Regions from separate parts of the Sus scrofa genome. Here region 2 is linked to region 1. A link is a contact called in public Hi-C data. All regions are on one chromosome and are shown on one strand. The core of a region is the stretch at or near the end of the contact, and the rest is flanking DNA. Distances in the headings are between cores, read along the strand shown.

Evidence for each region. A called contact is a pair of places that touch in the nucleus more often than the background predicts.
Region 2: a Hi-C map of embryonic fibroblasts shows a contact between it and region 1, with 1.6 times the contacts expected there. The contact joins two enhancer-like sites. A contact is called at or near these places in 1 of 47 Hi-C or Micro-C datasets (embryonic fibroblasts) and 1 of 2 datasets of contacts at active chromatin or transcription factors (skeletal muscle).

Annotation. Positions count from the first base shown.
Region 1 is chr13:2,897,662-2,904,703 of Sscrofa11.1, reverse strand. BTD (biotinidase) reads right to left here. Exons shown (of 4, transcript XM_013981377.2): 4 at 2,085-5,546. The coding sequence ends at 4,374. Among named protein-coding and RNA genes, the nearest start is that of HACL1, 60 kb to the right of the region's middle. Within about 2 kb of position 1,998, at least 36 of the 83 cell types and tissues checked have an H3K27ac peak or open chromatin away from gene starts, as enhancers often do. A contact at or near this core is called in embryonic fibroblasts, where this site is marked.
Region 2 is chr13:3,070,666-3,076,883 of Sscrofa11.1, reverse strand. It overlaps a transcript of ANKRD28 not described here. Among named protein-coding and RNA genes, the nearest start is that of ANKRD28, 16 kb to the right of the region's middle. Within about 2 kb of position 4,898, at least 12 of the 83 cell types and tissues checked have an H3K27ac peak or open chromatin away from gene starts, as enhancers often do. A contact at or near this core is called in embryonic fibroblasts, where this site is marked.

The DNA.
Region 1 (7,042 bases), core at 749-3,248:
TCAAAGGAAAAGTGGGGGTGGGAGATCACCTTCCTCACCCCTCAGTCTTCCGTCATTAACTCCTCCTGCGTGTCAGTTGAGGGAGTTTCTGACCCTATATGCCCCAACCAGGACTGTCACAGTGCTGTGGGAATGAGTGAAGAGGTGATAACATATATAAAATACGGTAAATCATCTCAGGTTTGAGTATAAGGTCAGCTTTCCCCTGTATTTCTGCTGTTACTACAGAGAAAGCCCCTTCTCAAGTATCATTGACTTGCTGACGAGAATGGGCAGAATGTAGGTCTCATTCCACCATTGTTTTCTTGTCTGAGGGTGTGTCCCATGCTTTTATTGCGTGGTTTTGTTAAGCAAGCCCACTTTCTTCCTTTTTTTTTTTTTTTTTTTTTTTTTTGGATTTTTAGGACCACAGGTCCCCCGGCCAGGGGTTTAATCGGAGCTGTAGCTGCCAGCCTACACCAGAGCCACAGCAATACCAGATCTGAGCCGTATCTGCAACCTACACCATAGCTCAGGGCAACGCTGGATCCTTAACCCACTGAGCGAAGCGAGGCCAAGGATTGAACCTGCGTCCTCATGGATGCTAGTCAGATTAGTTTCCCCTGAGCCATGACAGGAACTCCCAAGCCCACTTTCTTGAGTAATCAACTTCTGGGGTCTCCCAGAGTTCCCGATCTATGATTCTCTAGTGGGATTAACTATTTAATTACCTACTTTGTCCTTTACTCTATCCCTGACACCCCAGTCCTCATGGCTGGTGATGGGGCTTCGGGAAACCCCATTGGCAGGCTCTGAGCCTGTCATTTCCCGGCTCCCACCCCCACCAATGGCACCCTGTGTGACGGCCCCAACCCAGCCCTGCCCGACCCTGGGCCAGAACCACACAGCTCTGCTGTTCCCAGACCCCTGACCCACAGCAACTCTGTTTGACGCCACTGAGTTTGGGGATAATTTGTTACATGGGTACAGGTGATTAATAAAGGAGGGAGGATTGGCGACAAAAGACTGAAGCCTCCACAGTGGTCCTGCTCACAGAGCTTGATGTCACATCAGCCTTTATTCTTTCTGATTGTGCCCGCACCATGCAAAAGTTCCCAGACAAGGGATCGAACCCACATCACAGCAGTGACCCAAGCCACAGCAGTGACAACACTGGATCCTTAACCCTAGAGGTTTAAGGCCACCAGGGAACTCCCAGCCTTTGTTTTAAATATGGGCCTTTGGAGTTCCCTTCATGGTGCAGCGGAAACGAATCCAATTAGGAACCATGGGGTTGCGGGTGCGATCGCTGGCCTCACTCCGTGGGTTGAGGATCTGGCATTGCCGTGAACTGTGGTGTAGGTTGCACATGTGGCTCTGTAGGTTGCAGATCTGGCGTGGCTGTGGCTGTGGTGTAGGCCAGCAGCTACAGCTCTGATTCGACCCCTAGCCTGGGAACTTCCATATGCCACGAGTGTGGCCCTTAAAAAAAAAGATGAAAGACAATTAATTAATTAATTAATATGGACCTTAAAAAAAGTTTTGCCTATATAAATCCACTTTGTGGAGAAATCATTTGTTCGTTTAGTGTGTGATTGGTTTGGAGCAGTTCTGAATGTCACGGTTCCTTTCTGGGCAGGGCTTCTGTGTGGCCACCTCTGGCTACCGGACAGCCCTGTGACTGGCTGGGCCTGGGTCTGATGCTGACTCTCAGTCCCATGTGCCGTGGCCATGGGGTCACAAGATACTACGCACAGTGGCCTGTGGGTCAGCACTGGCCCAGGGTGGTGGGCAGGCCCTCACCTCAGGACCGGGTGTGGTGGGTGCTGGGACCGACAGGCTTTGAGCATGGCTTCACCTTCACCAAGAAGGGGACACTTTAGGCTCACAGTGCCTGCCACCTCCTCCGTGAGGAAAACCGCAAATAGGCACATCTGCACCTTCATGAGAAACCGCACAGACCAGCCACTTCCCCAGCCAAGCCTGAGTCCACCAAAAATACATTTGATTTCCTGCCTCTATGTTATGGTCAAGATAGCCACTTGCTTCCTGAGTTTCAGGACTACAAGCCGACAAAAGCATATCACAACTGTGAGTCATAGGTATTTTTTTTTCCTGAAAATGATTTATTTTACTCATTTCCCTCTGGTCTCCACTTTGTTCTGCCATCTGGCAACTACTTCTTTTTATTGTAAAAATCATCATTTCTTGTCCGCCTCATTTCTACTTCATGAGCCGTTCATTGTAAATTGTCAGCAGAAAGTAACTTGGGGGGAAGTTCTCGGTGCTCTGCTCAGAAAGGCAGAATGTGCATCCAGCAGGTGCTTCATAAATGTTTATTGGGTGAAGCAGCTCCACTAAGTCTGGGTTTAGGGCTGTCCTCTGTCTGTCTGACTTGAATCATCTTGGCAGGAAGGAAGAATATGCATTTCTGAGATAATTTCTGTCTCCCTGGGGTTGAGGGCAAGGACGCGGCATTGGGGAGGGTGGGGCAGGGCAGCCACATCCGGAGCCCGTGGCTCAGCCAGCTCGGTCAGCACGGCATCTGGAGGGAGAGGTCCCCGTCCTATTCCAGGGGGACCTTCCAGGGCTTCCTCAGGAATTCTGAGCTGTTCCTGCAAATTCCCTGAAGGCTTGACTCATTCCAGGCTTTTCCAAGCGGGCAGTGAGTCAGTGGGTCTTTGCTTCTTTCCCACAATTCAACCATCTGATTCAACACACATTCCACGAGTAAGAAAACCAGGCATAACAAGGTCAAATAGTCGAGATCTATGCAGTGAAAAGTGAACAGGGAGGCCGAGAAAGTAAAGCTGGTCAGTCTGACTCTAGGATTTACGCTCTGTATTATCCTAAAAGCCAGAAAAGGATCTGGAAGGCCACACTGGAGTGGAGGTGGGGGGATGGGGAAAGTTCGTTTTTCATTTTGTATAGATATGTGCACATAGTGTTTTTAAAAACCTAACTTATAAAGGAGATAAGACTAAATAGCCACACATTGAAGAGACAAATCACAGAACGCTAACTGTCCATTCTCCTTCAAAAATGATTTTCCACTTTAAAAATGATCTGAAACAGTTACCATGCATAGAGCCAAAATGATTTTGAAAGGTTGGATACAAACAATACAGAAATCAGTGGCCTAAAACCGATTCTGCATCTGCAGTTCATATTCTGGGAGGTCCTTGCTCCGTCCCTGGTGGGCTCTCCAAGGACACCTGCTGAGTGACTGAATAAATGAAAGACTAACGTGGACCAACCTCCACAGCCATTCTTCAATCCGTTGCAAAGAGCGGGCGGGCTGGGAAGGAATCCACAGCCTCATTCCATCCCGCGCAGTGGGGCAGCTGGAAGGCCCTTGCCCAGAGCTAGTGTGATTTATTAAGGTGTCTGGAATCCCTGGATGAGACTCGCTATTCGCAGGAATCCTATTACTCATCTGTTCCCTTTGCGGCCCTCTCGTCTGCACTTTCTTCCATCCTCTCTCTCTGGGGCACTGCACCCTTTTCTTTCCAGTCATTCTGCATCCTGCCTGACACATTCCTATTCCTGACAGGGAGGCAGATGTGAGAAAAACCTTCCCTTCTATTTTTAAAAGCTCCTCGGGATCCACAGTGCTGATGCCGCTGGTGGCACTGGCACCATCCGTCCATGTGCATGAATTCTGGCCAAACGGAATGGAAAAGTCCCTGTGGCAACCATATCGTGTATGGCTTTTGCTTTGAGTTTGTTTCTTACCCTAGAAAACATCTGAGGTTGTGAAGTTTTATGTCCTGGGTGTCACCTGATCAACAACAAAAACAAGAAACACATAACCTGCTATTTTGTGGACATGTATAAACTACATTTACTTTTGTTTGTGCTCTTAAAACAATGTGTTCTGGAGTTCCCGTCGTGGCACAGTGGTTAACGAATCCGACTAGGAACCATGAGGTTGCGGGTTCAGTCCCTGCCCTTGCTCAGTGGGTTAATGATCCGGCGTTGCTGTGAGCTGTGGTGTAGGTTGCAGACGCGGCTCAGATCTGGCGCTGCTGTGGCTCTGGTGTAGGCCAGCAGCAACAGCTCCAATTAGACCCCTAGCCTGGGAACCTCCATATGCTGCAAGTGCGGCCCTAAAAAGACAAAAGACCAAAAACAAACAAACAAACAAAAAAACCCCAAAAACTGTTCTGAAAGATCTGCTGGAGAAAGATGTGGCTTGAAAAAATATATGATTAGAAAATACCAGAAAACATCTCACTAACTTGCACTTAAGAAGAAGAGACACTAGTGCAATCAGTCTCCCTGGCTTCCCCCACAGCTCCCAGGATGGGTTCTCGGGGGGAAAGGTGGTCCCGGGGCTGTGAGCTTTGGCCTGTGCAGGGCCCACATGTCAGCCTGAGCCCACCCCAACATCCCTAGTCCCTCTCATACACCCGCCCATAGAGAGCTGCTGTCACCAGGCCGGAGGACAGTCCACTCTTCCTCAGGAAATAGTGACCATTCTCCCAGCCCACCTGGTCAGGGGTCTCCAGGGTCATCCCTGAGGTCAGAAGCATTGGAAAGATATAGGAAGTACTGAAGTTCCCCCATAGGTGAAAATCAAATATCCCTGTGCTCTCTGTGATCTCCTGCCCACAGGTGTCAAAGCCAAGGCCCCCACACTTGACCAGGGCACAGGCTTGCACATAGTAAGTGCCATGCACGGTGTGAAGGCCATCAAAGACCCCCAGGGAATACAACTCGTTGGACAGGGTGGGCCTCAGGTAATGTAAATGACAGCAAAGGCCATCTGCACAGACTTGGAGGTAGCCTTCCTTTCCCCACACAGGGACCAGGGTGAAATTGTCATACATCATTTCAGAGTTAAATGTGGGGGGAGCGCTCATGTTCCCTTCAGGGGCTCCATCACAGTGGATGTCCTCAGCGTCCTTCTCAGAGTATAGATCCCCTGCCAGGATTTTTAAAAGCTTGCTATGGGCTATGTCCATCTTCGATGTGGTGTTCCCTGTGCTAATGAGACCTGGTGGATTTTTGGCTATTTGGGCAATTATGAGGCGACCTTCAGGGCTTTCCATGTCGTGGTGCCAAAAGGACTTCAGAGGAGTGTGAATGCCACTTCCGGTCATCCCCAGGGATGGGTGGTGGATGTTTGCAGCCAGAAAGTTGATGCCAAAGGCAATGGAAAAACCTCTCTGAATCTGAATGGCTGCCAAGAGCGGAAGCTGGTTCATCCAGGCAGTTGGATATACGATGTGCTTCACCTCAGGGTCTCTGAGGATGCTGACAGCAGGCTCGAAGAACAATATATCAAAGCAAGTGAAGGTGCCAAACTTGCCAGCAAAGGGGGTGTCAAAGATGCTGTGATCCACTTCCAGAGGGGTATCGAATGCTGCCTCAAAGTAGAGGTTGTGTTTGCGGTAGCGACTGACCAGGGTTCCATTACTGCTGAACACGACATTCGTGTTAAACTGGTATCTTCCATCATCTGGGCACCCTGGGTCACTACTATGACAAGGCTCCTTTGTCCCAAGGTTGGCCACCAGGAACATTTGTCCCTTGATAGCCATACAACTCAGGCGCTGGAGGACCTAGAGGAAAGAAAAGGTATAAATAAATGGAATTTTTAAATACTGCCTTTCATAATTTCAAAAGAGAAAAGCACCTGTACTGTATGCAAAATATATAAACAACTATCATGAATCAATAAGAAAAAAGTAACCATTACTGAAAGTGTGCAACAGATATGAACAGGTGGTTCAGAGAAGAACAAATACAAATGGCTAACAAACATCTGAGAAGATGCCTGATCTCATTCGTCATGAGACACAAATTAAAATTATAATAAGGTATGATTTTTCATCTGCATAAGATTTAGAAAAATTTAAAAGACCATTCTATCTTGCATTGACCAAAGGATGGGCAAACAGGCACTAGTGCACTATTACTGGGTATGTAAAGTGAAATTAAAATCTTTTAAAGGGAAAGTTTGGTGCTCTTAAAAAATAATTTTAGGGAGTTCATGTCAGGGCTCAGCAGTTAACAAGTCTGACTGGTGTCCATGAGAACGCAGGTTCCATCCCTGGCCTTGCTCCATGGGTTAAGCATCTGGCATTACCATGAGCTGTGATGTAGGTCACAGATACGGCTTGAATCCCGTGATGCTGTGGCTGTGGGGTAGGCCGGCAGCTACACCTCTGATTCGACCCCTTGCCTGGGAACCTCCATATGCGGCAAGTGTGGCCCTAAAAAGCAAATAATAATAATAATAATAATTTTTAAAGTGCTTATCATCCTGGAGGGCTCCAGTAAAGATGGTAGAATAGTAGGATGTAGAACTCACCTCCTTCCAAAGATACATCAAAAATACATCTGGACTTCCCTGGTGGCTCAGTGGGTTAAGGATCCAGTGTTATCATTGCTGTGGCTCAGGTTGCTGCTATGGTGCAGGTTTGCTCCCTGGCCCAGGAACTTCCACATGCCACAGGTATGGCCAAGAAAAAAAAATGTAGAACAATTCTCACAGAATATCTTAACCACCAAAAATCACAAGATTTCCATGTAACTGGGTAGGATGAAAGAGAAAAAAATGAAAGAAAGCTGAATGGGACATGCTTCCCTGGGATGGAGCTGTGAAAGAGGAAAGGTTCCTGTACCCTGGAAAGCCTCTTCATTGGTGGGGAGATAAGCTGGGACAGAAAGGGAGCTTCAGAGGCTTGGAGGAGAGCACAACAGTGCTTGGCAGAAGGCAGAACAGATGGAGACTGGCACAGATGGCTCAGCCCACCGCCCCTGTGCTCCTCAGCATAAGATGCATGCTTGCTGGTACATCTGGAGGCTGTGTGTTGAAACTCAGGCTTCAGAGGACACACCCAGGGAGAGCATAGGGGTCAGCTGTGCAGAGACAGCCTGAAGGGGCTTTGCTGTGCAATGACAACCTTGGAGCAGAGGAGGGCCCAACTCAACACCCAGTGCAGACTCTGGTCACGACAACTACGACTGCTACTAAGGGAATAATAGCCAGCAGACACTAAGGAAAGAAGCAGCAAGCATCCATACTACAGCGTTCACAAAAAATATTAAATCC
Region 2 (6,218 bases), core at 3,649-6,148, 170 kb before region 1:
CTTCAGATACAAATTTGGTTATGTACCTCTTTTTTTTTCTTTTTTTTTTTTTTGTCTTTTTAGGGCTGCACCCACGGTACATGGAGGTTCCCAGGCTAGGGGTCAAATCAGGGCTGTAGCTGCTGGACTATACCATAGCCACAACAACGCCAGATTCAAGCTGTGTCTGCAACCTACACCACAGCTCAAGGCAATGCCGGATCCTTAGCCCACTGAGCAAGGCCAGGGATCGAACCTGCATCCTCATGAATGCTCATCAGATTTGTTTCTGCTGAGCCATGATGGGAACTCCAGATTATGTCCGTCTTTGACTTAAAGTTTTTTAGTGGTCTCCCCACCATTTTGCAGTTAAATGTATATACTTTAATATGGCATTCAAGACCCTTCATGAATTGGCCCTTGTCTGAATTTTCCAGCCTTAGTTTATGCAACCCTGCTATATATTTTGTGGCTAAGCAGGTAGGAAGAGAGCATTCTAGGCAGAGAGAACAGCATATACAGTGACACAGCTGTATGAAATTTTGTGGTGTTATTTGAATTATAACAAGTATGTTTATATTTTTGAAATTTACAGACAAGGTGGTGGTGGGTGTCTTCAATGTTGTGTACTTTAGTAAAATTTAGTTGACTAAAAGCAGGTATTTTATTTATGATTTAGAGAAGTAACTGGTGGTATAGAAAATTGTTAATCAGGACTCTTAGGTACAAATGTCAGAAATCCCAACTGAATGCAAGAGGAACTTGATTTTTTGGGCTCTAGGGATCGTCAGGCAGAGCTCCATCCAGGACTTGGTGACAGTGGAGTCTCTGTCATTCCCCATCCTCTTTAAAGCTCTGTCCTTTTTTTTTTTTTTTTTTTCCTACAGGCAGGTTAGCTTACATTTCCTTACAGTCCCAAAAGGAAAAGAGAGAGTATTTTTCATGGTATTCTTGGCAGGAAATGTCTGCTTAGATTGTTCATTCCTGAACTAACAAACATGTGGCCAGTCCTGGGTCTCCTGTGTATCTGGACCAGATGCACTCCCTAATGCAAGGGCTTCTTGGGAAAGAACCTATGTCTGCTACAGAACTGGAGAAAGGAGACCCAAGAGTTGAGAGACCATTTTGGAGGTAGTTTTGATAATTCAGGTGGGGACTGAAGTGGGTCTGCACTAGGTCACTGTGGGTGAAGAGAGCTTAGGAAGATTTTAGGTAGAATGTCTGGAACTTGGCAACTGACTCAAAGTGGGAGATAAAGTAAGGGAAGGCTTTTAGATAATTCTTTTTGTGTTCTGGGGCACTCTGTATATGATAGTGTCATTGCTATTAACCAGCCTGGCAATTTCAGAAAAAATCCTTTGGGGAAGTAGACTACAGATGGTAAGCTGAATTTTGACACACCTTGAATCTGAGATAATGGAACATGCAGGTAAAGGGGCCCATTGAGCATTCGGAAGTTGTTTCTGGAGATTAGGATTGGAAATAAAGACTTGGAAGTATCACATAAATGATAGCTCATATTATAGAAATAGATGGGATTGTCCCAGAGGAGATTGTAGACCAGGAGGAAGAAAAGTGGTCTGAGAGGCAAGATACTTAAGTATAAGAGATGGAAACAAAGCCAAATGAAAGGGACCGAAAAAGGTTTAGAAAAATAGATGAACACTTTTTGAAAGTAACAAGAAAGTTTAGTAAATATTATTGGTGTCCGGTACTGTAGAGTAGTTGAGAAAACTGAAGATTTGCAGTCTGTTATCATTGAGGACTTTAGCGTAATATCAGTTGAGTGGTGGTTGACCATGAAGTTTGGCTGCAGTACGGAAGAAACAAGTAAAAAATGGAGTAGTAGCTTGTTAGGGAAACAGAGAAGTTTTCTGAAGGCTGAATAAGAGGAATGGAGACAGCAGTGAGGACTAAAAGTGATGTAAGAAAGGAGTTGGAGTTGATAAAATAAGGTCTCTTAAGAAGACTGAAATAGGGGTTCCCATCGTGGCTCAGTGGTTAACAAATCCGACTAGGAACCATGAGGTTGCGGGCTCCATTCCTGGCCTCACTCAGTGAGTTAAGGCTCCAGTGTTTTTGTGAGCTGTGGTGTAGGTCACAGAAGTGGCTCAGATCCCACATTGCTGTGGCTCTAGTGTAGGCCAGGGGCTACAGCTCCAATTCGACCCCTAGTCTGGGAACCTTCATATGCTGTAGTGTGGCCCTAGAAAAGACCAAAAAAAAAAAAGATTGAAATATTTTTGAGTAAATGTACTTTTTTTCCCTCTGTGTCTACAGGTTCACCCCATCATACAGCAAAGTCATTGAGGTCTGGTACCTGGCATTGAAGAAGTGTTTAGTAAATGACTATTGAATGAAGGAAAGATCAGAGGGAAAAATTGCAAATAGAGATATTTTGGGGGTTAGTCAGAAGGAAGTTCAAGGAATCCATCTTTGTCGTCCTCTTTCTCTCTGAGGGAGAATGCCAAGAGAGAATGCCTCCCCAGCTTACTTACCTGACAGCACTGCTGTGAAGAACCAGCATGAGAACAGATGTGAAACATCCTTAAATTAGGAAGTGCTGGTACAAGTGGAGGGGAGTAATAATTTTCGTTTCTAAAACATCTTAATTTTGAAAGGGGCTTGGAGTCAGATGACACTCAGTTCTCACCAACTCAGAAATCCCATTTGCTTCCTTAACAAGTGCTGATGTAACTTCTCTTAGGTGTGTGATGTGTGGGAAGAGCCAGGCTTTGGAGACAGATGGGCCTGGATAAGAATCCAGTTTTCTCCACTTCTTAGCTGACGTGATTAAACCGATTTCGAGTTTTAACTTGTCTGCCTCAGAATTTATCTGGGCAATGGGGTCTATTTTGCAGGCATGTTGTCACAAATTAAGTACCCATTAAGTGCCTAGAACCATCATAGGTATTCAGGTGACCTGGGATGTTCATCCCTGCCCAGTATGAATGGCCAGCCTGTTCCATCTTCAGATAAAATAATGCTAGGTAAAAAAGTACTATCTTACATTGAGCTAGATTTTATCTCCCTGCTTGATTCTAGTTCTTACTTCTAGAACTGTGCAATTTGAAATCTCTTCACAATGATAGCACTTCAGATGTTTTACAGCTATCATATTCTCCTTGGCTCCTTTTCAGATGAAACATCTTTAGCTCTACTGACACTTAGGATGTGGTTTTTAAATCCACGATCATTCTGGCTGCCATCTTTGAATGTGTTTCGGTTTCATTACTCTAGATGCGGTTTGACCCTATGTCTAGTAATTAGATTTACTTTTCATAAAGGAGAAAAGCGAGATTAATAGGAAACATTTTTGATATAAAACTTTGATTTTAATTGGTTAAAATTAAAGTGTAATTATATAGGTTCATATTCTAAAGTGTACTGTTTTCTTTTCTCAGTAGCATTTGTGAAATGATTGCCTTTGGTCCTTCCCAAAACAAATTATTGATGATTAGTTTTTTCTCCCTTTTAAAAATAAATCTCCAGAGCCCTCAGAGTATCTCATAATGGTGGTAAAATTAAACTATTGAAATAAAATGCCAAGATTTAATCTTTCTATATAGTAAATAATATACTGTTAGTTGCCTACTCACTGGCCATTACCCACTTCCTTCCTTGCATGTCCCAGTTTTGTTTGGTTGCCCCTGGCTTATGTGACTTGGAGAAATCCCTAATAGTGTAAGCTAATCAGAGTAATCCTTCTTTGCCTGGTCATGATTTGTTTAGAAAGGGACATGTGATTGGCCAAGTCTGGTCATATTTTGGGGGAAGTCAGTTTAGGTAGCTTCTGTGAAGTCTTCTTTGTATCTGAAAAGGTAGACACAGAAGGAAACTCCCCCTTCTCTTGGATAGCAGTATGTGTCTGATATGATGCCTTGCAGTGACTACAAAGGGAAATATGCAAAGGTCCATGTTGAGTCTGACAGAAGAGCTGGAAAGAGCTCAGGTGTTCTACCTGATGGTGTTGAGTAAAGATCAGTCACCTTGGAACTACCTTATTTTACTACTTTTTGTTCATGATGATAATAAGATATCAATAAAAAAACAGTAAAGATATTGTTTGACCCAGTTTGATGTGACATACTATTTTAGTTTAGGATAGCCCTAATATTAAAGAACAAACATATTTGTTAGTCTGTTGCACAGAAGAGTAGATATTTTTGGTGGTAGGCCAATTTAGATGTAATGATGAACCTGGTAATTGTGAGGTCACATTAAAATTATATTGCAGTCAAAGTTTCATAGATATTCTTATATTACTGAATGTTTTCATTGTGAACAAAACAGACTAAAGAATTTCTGTCATTGGACATTCCCTGTGGCACAGCAGGTTAAGGATCCAGCATTGTCACAGCTGTGGCACAGGCTGCAACTGTGGTGTGGGTTTGATCCCTGGCCTGGGAACTTCTGTATGCCAGAGGCATGGCCAAAGAAACATTTCTGTCATACAATAACTGATAGCACGTTTAACTACCCAGTTATTTAAGAATGAGCTTGTTATCAATTCTGACAGGGACCCTCTTCTTTCCACTTACAAAGTTAAAAATTGACTACCTTTAAAGGAATTGACATTGTTTTATTCTGAAATAACATTAGGTTATAAGCATGACTTTGTACATGTTTATCGAGGGCATGAAAATCTATTTATGCAGAAAAATTCCATGACTGAGACACATTAGAAACACCCTTTCCTTCTTTCAACAATAGAAACTTCTTTATAAAATTTTAGATAGCACTCTTTAATAGAGGAAACTAAAGAATATGAAAAATGTTGTAAACTATCTGAGTCATCACTTGGATTTGAAAATAGTTACTTTCAGTATTTTTGTCTCCACCCTTCTATGGTTTAGAAGAATGTGAATCATCATCTTTAGTATTTCCCAACGGTAGCTACTTTGAGGTGGAAGTTTGGCGTATGCAGTCCCAATTGGTGTTTGAAATAATTCATGTGCACTTCAGCTACTGATCTTACTGCCCTTGTGGGAATTCCGTGGATGGCTCATGTAATTATTGCTTATAAAGGTAAACATTGAGTAACCATAGCAACTTATTTTTAAATTGAAATTTTTCTTCCTTTGGTTTTTAAAGTACAGTAACTTGATACTATATTTATCTCAGTGTCACTCCATTGTAGAAACCAGAATGAATTGCAAATAACCTTTCCTCAGTTTTTTTTAAAGGAAAGCAGAAATTCAGCCTGTTTAAAATATGAATCGTATACACTACTACTTTGTAGTATTCAGCCTAAGTTGTCTTTGAGACAGTTGCTAAAAGATTATTCATTACATAAATAATAATGCAATGATATGTCAGAGAATGTGTTTCTCATGGGCCTGGTAAACATAAGTTACATGGCAGACATGCTGCTGGTTAGCATAAATTCCAGCCCCAAATTGTACTAATAGGTGATCAAGTAGGATATTTTTACAGGTAATACAATGTAAAAAACTTTAATTCATTCTGGCCTTTAGTCTGAATTATAAATACCTTTTTATGAAGAAAATAGTCTAACCTTAAAAAATACTGTCTAAATACAGTAGTACATATTTTATAATGAGGTAGGGCCCCCCCCCCCTTAGTTTTGATATACTGGGTATATTCTAAGAAACTACCCATATTGTTATGTTCAGTTTGTTAAAATTTGCTTTCATACTTTTCAAAGGAAACAGTTTTTTGTTTTTTAAGACTGAAGTCTGAAAACAGTCATTTCAATATTGACTTAGATCTTAAGTTCTCATTTATAACTCTTGAATCTACTCTCTTCCCAGAAAGCCCATTCCATTTCCTGTCTTCACTGAAACTCACTGTTTTCATAAGTACGTGCTTCTCCACAGGACTTCTCAAGTATAGCTAGCTGTCCCTTTGCTCACAGCCATTATATCCTAGGAAAATGTTTCTAGTCTTCATACCTATGAAAACATTCTCCAGAGCATATGGAAGTTCCTGGGCCAGGGATTGAATCTGAGCTGCAGATGTGACTTCTGCCACAACTGTGGCATCACTAGATCCTTCAACCCACTGCACCAGGCTGGGGATTGAACCTGCACCTCTGCAGCAACCCGTCCCACAATTGGATTCTTAATCACTTTGCACAGCAGGAACTCTTCCTCCCTCCTTCTCCTTTTTATGGACGCATGACATATGGAAATTCCCAGACCTGGGATTGAATCGAAACCGCAGCTGTGGCCTGTGCCACAGCCATGGCGATACCAGATCTGAGCCGCATCTGTGAC